Regions from separate parts of the Danio rerio genome. Here region 2 is linked to region 1. The links are chromatin contacts, called in public Micro-C maps. All regions are on one chromosome and are shown on one strand. The core of a region is the stretch at or near the end of the contact, and the rest is flanking DNA. Distances in the headings are between cores, read along the strand shown.

Region 1 (3,337 bases), core at 757-3,256:
CATTTTAAAACAAATTAAGCCAACTCAAAATTTGTGGAAAGTGTGGAAAACTGTATTAAACTGAGTTTTCACAATAGTTTTAAATTACATTACCTGCATATGCATTTCAAATTAAATCAGTTCTTAAACTAAAAAATATTTAAAGACTTAAAAACAATTAATTTGTCTAAAATTCAAAAGCATCTTATTACAAAAAAAAGATTTAGTATTAGCTTCTCTGTGTATGAAATTCAAAGGGGTTTTGAATAAATTCATTAAAAAAGTTTGTAGGCTCGCTTGTTGTTTCTTTGCTTTAAAAATAACCGTCTTCTGTGTAATTATAAATTGGATGGCAAAGTTTATCAAGATCGATACTGGCTCTGTTTGCATTACCTGAAAGTCATGTTAGTTTTCTAGATCCATTACAAAATATACAAGACATTTTTTTAAAAATCCTATAATTCATGCCAGTTCAGGACGGGGTAAAAAAAAAACTGTTACAAGTTCATATACAATACGTTTCGCTCTTGCAAACATATGGTCAAATATAGATAGTGCTGAAACTGATCGGGTTCGAGTCTAGTTTATGATCGTCGTGTGCCCCCTAGCGGTGGATTTCGGACACGTGCAGCAGCGAAAGCGCAGAGTAACCCGCGCTGAGATCCACAGCCTGTGTGTGGAAACCCAATAATGTTACACGATACTTTACAATGTTACAACAACTCAGGATTTGTGTCAAACACGTTTATCTATTAAAACGCGGACTAATGCTTTTGAAGATTTACGTTTCAGACATCAAAACTAAAACATCAAAAAGATAGAAGCTAAATGGTTGTGTCGTCGAGCTCCTGACAACATTTCAGGTTCATATAATCTGAAGCATACTTTATTTAGAAAAATGCAACTTATCACAGTCCTTCAAAGCACGTTTAGTGTGTCAACTAACATGATCTCTGGAAGAACAGTAGGTTAGTGTGTTACGAATATATGCATAAAAAGCCTGGTTTTCTCGATACATTTGTATCCAAATAGTTGCATTATATTTAGGTTTCGTCTTACCTTTGTCAACGACATTTAAGACGAAAATCAGGCCTAAATAGAAATCGTATTTCTCTCCTTGCAAATGTACTCGAAACGGCAAAGAGCGTAACGTAAAATACTCTTCTACTGCTTTTCAGCGAAAGCCCACAAATACTGCACAACCGCGTTTTGCTTCAAACGTTAGAAAAGCGTTAATGTGTAAAACTCGAAACGATATTAGGCTATATGCAGATGTCTTACTCTGCGCTGTTAGTCTCAGGCAGAAGACTATCGTGCTCTATTTGCTGGCAGTGGGTAGTAAGCGCACGCGGCGCTTGTAAACAGTCGGACACGAGATTTTTCCCAATCAAAATTCGCTTCCACTCTTTGAAAATCTTCCAAAAATAGTGCGAGAGGGGGGAAATCCTGCCCAGAATCACAGACAGACAGCGTTGCGGGACACTCCACGAGATGTGAGAGTAAATAAGCAAGCGAAAGCACGCGTGCATATACCCACCACGGTCCGGTATATGTGAGCGTTTGCTCTTAAGTGGTCAAAGCGACTGGGGCACGAGAGCCAAGACATATGCGCCTAAACACAGAGTCGACACGAACTTCTCCAAGTACAGCGATGGAAGACAAACTTTTTGGCGATTCGGTGCGCGTAAAGGCATTCAAGAGATGGGAACGCTCTCTTCGCTAAAGTCCACTTGATCGGCGCTGCGCTGTCCAATGTCCAGTGTGTCTTCCCTGAGAATTACGCTCCTCTCCAGCAACTCAACGCTACACAACGCAGCCAAAAAACAGGTAAAGGCAACGGGCACAACATATATTTGTCTTTACTTACGCGAAAAATCCCGTTTGCTTAAGTGCTGGGGTTTGCCTTGCTTGCGGCGAGACATGGTGGTTGGTGGTGGCTTTCAGCTCGGTTCACATCGGGAGAGCCGGGTTAGAAAGGAGACTCCAGAGAAAATATCTTCATCAATGCCTTTGACATCCAAAATAAATTAGAAATAATACAAAGATGGCGCAGGGAAGATGGATTGTGGGATAGCCGTCATGGCTTTTTTGAAAAGAGAGAGAGAGAGATGAAAAAATGGCAAAAGCCCCCCTGAGCTGCAAGTTCAAGTGCGGACGTGACGTCCCTGCGAACTTGAACGTCAGGAGATGGATGGACACAGACATACAGAACATGGGCAGGGCAAAGCCGTGGAGTAGGAGGAGGGAGTGGAAATAACAAAACCAATGGACACTCATTAGGGGCTGGACATGAAAAATAGACCCGAAGAAGCCAATGGACAGAAAGATCAGGGGGCCGGACAAGAGGCGAGAAAGAGGGAGCGAGAGACAAGCACACACACAAGGAGAGAGAGAGGGGGAGATATGTTTAATGAAAGCAATGTGCGCTGCGGAGTGTGTGTGTGTGTGTGTGTGCGTCCGCGCGCGCTCGCGCTCTGGGGGTGGACGCAGGAAAACAGAGCACGAAAAGCCAATGGACAGGAGATTCAAGGGGGCCGGACGTGCTATATATACAAAGACAGTGAGAGAGGAGCCTCGCATTTAAGGTTTCGTAGTGGACACTGATGGTGTTTCAAACACACTGACTCAACTCCTGGTCAAACAGTCAAAGGTAGCGCGCAAGGTAGCTGCTTTTCAGCGAGACACGATCGGGTTGCATGAACAGGACAGACAGGTTCCGAGCCGGGGCATGTGCAGGGTTCAACCGCCGCGTGCGCTGCCACATTCCTCCAGCTCAGAGAAACTTAAGGCACATCACATAAAGCGGGATGGGATACTTGCTCGTGCGCTCTGCGCGCGATGTAGGTGGGACTTAAATACTACAAGAGTGTAATTGTAAAAATATAACAACACACTGACGAATAGATTGTGGGAGCAGCCCACTAGAAAGAAAGGGGACGGGGTAATAACTTTCAGATGTGTTCAGATTATAGAGAATGGCGACTGGGGGGAGGAGGGGGTGTCAGTAAACCGCCGCGTGGATTTAGAAATATAAAGATGCTGTAAACAGCGCTGATGCATTCGAAATTAAAGAGACATGAAGCGTATAACCGAACGCGATGACAAGCTAGTTCAATGCATGAGGTGGGAGGAAGAGAGAGACACCCCTGCGAACTAGTAGAAGTACAACTAGACTATAGCGACTACTCCAGAGAAAGCAGAGGCTGCGTGAACAAGTGACAGTCTGCGGGGAAAAGGCACAATTCAATAGGGAACCGATCGGAGTTGAAGCCGAATGCTGGAGATAATACGTGACCCGCGAGCGAGTGAGTGAAACTGCTTTGCAGGCTTATACGCTGACATCTTTGTTTCTGGACCA
Region 2 (3,067 bases), core at 215-2,714, 160 kb before region 1:
GTTGTTTTTAAGTTAGTCTTTACCTCCTTTCTGAGCAATCTGGTGCAGTTCTCTCCACACCAATAGGTTTTTAATATCATAGATGGGTTGAAGAAATCCAGATAAGGGCTTCGAATGAGAGGTTAAAATAACTGAGTTAAGGTGTGAATGTGCTGAAGAGGCACTTGTCAGAAGTACGGGAAAATGTCACTCATCGCTTGATTAAACTTGCCTGTACTGGCTGCTGTCTGCTGCTAGTAAGTTTAGATTTGACATTGTTTGTGCTTTATTATTTAAGGCAGTGTTGGGAAATCAACAACTTACACTTGATTTAAAGACAAAAAGTTAGCTACCTCACCAGTTAGTTGCAAAGTTAATAACACCTCATTTGTGCATGTTAATTTATTTTGTGAGTTAATGTGAAAACACAGCTCAGTTTATTGTTTACACAGTTATGAAATACATTTATAATGGAGTTTAAGAAAAGAAATGTAGACCATATACATTAAAAAATGTTGTGATTTTGGGGTAAGTGAAGGTTTTGTTAAAGTCAGGATATAATATAATATAATATAATATAATATAATATAATATAATATAATATAATATAATATAATATAATATAATATAATATAATATAATATAATATAATATAATATAATAATGTAACATAACATACATTAAAATATAATATAATATATAATGTAATATAACATAATATAATATAATATAATATAATATATAACATATTGTTAGAATATAATATAATATAATATAATATATAATGTAATATAACATAATATAATATAATATAATATAATATAATATAATATAATATAATATATAACATATTGTTAGAATATAATATAATATAATATAATATATAACATATTGTTATAATATAATATAATATAATATAATATAATATAATATAATATAATATAATATAATATAATATAATATAATATAATATAATGTAATTTTTATATGAGGGGATTTTATGTGAGGGAGATTCTGCTGAATGTTTGTCAAGGTTTGCAGATGGGTGATAAGAGCACTGTGATGCACTTCCACTCTTTCACATTCCACGTTTTACTCTTTCTAAAAGTGATGAGTTAATAGTGACCTATGGCCTCTGTTAGCTCTGACAGCCTTCCAAGACATGCAAGACTGCTAAAACACACCCTGGTGGACAGATTCCAGAACTACAGGCTCACGATCAGGCAGAATCAGCCAACACACTGACTGTAAACAGAAGACACATACAATAGAGGCATAATATGCTGAGAAAGAGATTTAGTTGTTTATGTGTACGTGTGTGTCAGTGCGGTTTCTGTTTTATTGGTTTCAAAACCTAGTAGCAGCACTGTTAAGCTTTAAAGAAAAGCCAAAATACTTTAATAAAAAGGTATGTGTGGGGGATAGAACAAGGTGTGTGCGTGAGTGTGTGCATGTGTGCATGTGATAAATGAGCCAAAACAATAAAAGGTGGCCTCTAACTGAAAGATGCACACTGTCAAAGAAAATAAATAACTTCAAGCCTCATCACCTTCTGAGGGGAAAAAAACTTTCACCACATGAATATGCAAATATATCAGCGAGTTTACGTTTGTTTACAAAGCTGCTGCTTTTGTGTTGAGCAATTAAGAGCGCAAACATTTCTTTCTTCCCGCTCTCTCGTCCCATGAATACGCATATCTGTAGAGATGATATGTAAAAGCTGGCAAATGCATGCGGATTATTAATGCAAATGCCATGCAACTTTTTTTTCCATTTGTTGACATGAAAGGAATGAATGCTGGATTCAGCATATCCTGTGGGTTGCGGCCGGGCCGTGCGATGCACTAACACCCATGATTTTCTCTCCCCCTCACCCTGACCGCATCATCTCAGCAGCGTCGGCCGACTCAAGCCGATCGGATCCGGTTGGATCCAGGGCCGGACACAGGGGACAGGCATTGTCATAACGCATGAGAAGAGTCGCTCGCATCAGTGCACCCCCCGTGCCTCCATCTGAGATATTAATAATTCTAATGAGGATGATGATGACCTGTGCAAAGCGGACTGCATGAGCAGCCCCATCCGCAGGCTTATCGGAATAACCTCCTGCTCCCTGGATCTTCCGTTCGAATACACATACACATACATTTGGACACAACCATGCAAATCAGTCTGGGATGCGCCCTGCGGAGAGGCAGCGGTCGATCCCCCGTGGACAGAACGCTGTCCTTCTCGCTGACCTGTGTCACCCGGAATCAGTAGTCTCTCCTCAGCCGTCCCCCTGACCCATGCATTAGCATCCATGAGCTGTGCATTGTTTGCTCACTTTTTAATGCAGTGTTTTATATGCTGAATATGCAGTAAAAGGCCTCAGCAGAGAGGAGAGAGAGAATGCCCTATGGGTAGGAAATGCTAATTGTAATAATATAACTCAATGCTAGGGACAGGCCTTGAAAAAAATAAAGATTTTGTCATTATTCACTTACTTGCTTTACTTCCCATTGTCTTCCATTGCACTTTTGTCCATATAATGAAAACCAATAAATACTGTCCTAACAGAAAAAAACACAGAGCACATGTCAAAATTACACGTAATACACACTTGGAGCTCATTTGAAACCCTTCTGAAACACGCATGAAATGTGTAGTTTTGGAGCATTTTTATGTGAAAAAAAGTTATAATGTATTATAATCAGTTTTCTTTCACATGAAAACATTATGATATATATAGGGGGTGAAGACGGCACAGTGGCGCAGTGGGTAGCACAGCAAGAAAGTCGCTGGTTTGGGCTCCGACTAGGCCAGTTGCCATTTCTGGGCACTTCCCTGGGTTTCCTCTAGGTGCTCCAGTTTCCCCCACAAGTCCAAAGACACACACTATACATGAATTGGGAAAGCTAAATTGTCCGTAGTGTATGTGTGAATGAGTGTGTATGGGTGTTTCCCAGTAATGGGTTGCAGCTAGAAGGGCATTCCGCTGTGGCGACTCATTAATAAAGGTACTAAGCTGAAAAGAAAATGAATGGATGAATGAATGAATGAATGAATTAATGAATGAATAGGGGGTGAAAGCTGTAAGAGGGTGAAA

The links. Hi-C and Micro-C count contacts between places; a contact is called where the count stands out from the background.
Region 2: a Micro-C map of caudal fin shows a contact between it and region 1, with 5 times the contacts expected there. The contact joins the enhancer-like site here to the promoter of bcl11aa in region 1. A contact is called at or near these places in 2 of 18 Hi-C or Micro-C datasets (caudal fin and hematopoietic stem cells) and 2 of 4 datasets of contacts at active chromatin or transcription factors (caudal fin and embryo).

Annotation. Positions count from the first base shown.
Region 1 is chr13:29,070,178-29,073,514 of GRCz12tu, reverse strand. bcl11aa (BCL11 transcription factor A a) reads right to left here and starts at 2,006. Exons shown (of 3, transcript NM_001040391.1): 1 at 1,847-2,006. The coding sequence starts at 1,901. It also overlaps a transcript of pdlim1 not described here.
Region 2 is chr13:29,231,553-29,234,619 of GRCz12tu, reverse strand. It overlaps a transcript of pdlim1 not described here. Among named protein-coding and RNA genes, the nearest start is that of bcl11aa, 160 kb to the right of the region's middle. Within about 2 kb of position 1,464, at least 5 of the 62 cell types and tissues checked have an H3K27ac peak or open chromatin away from gene starts, as enhancers often do. A contact at or near this core is called in caudal fin, where this site is marked.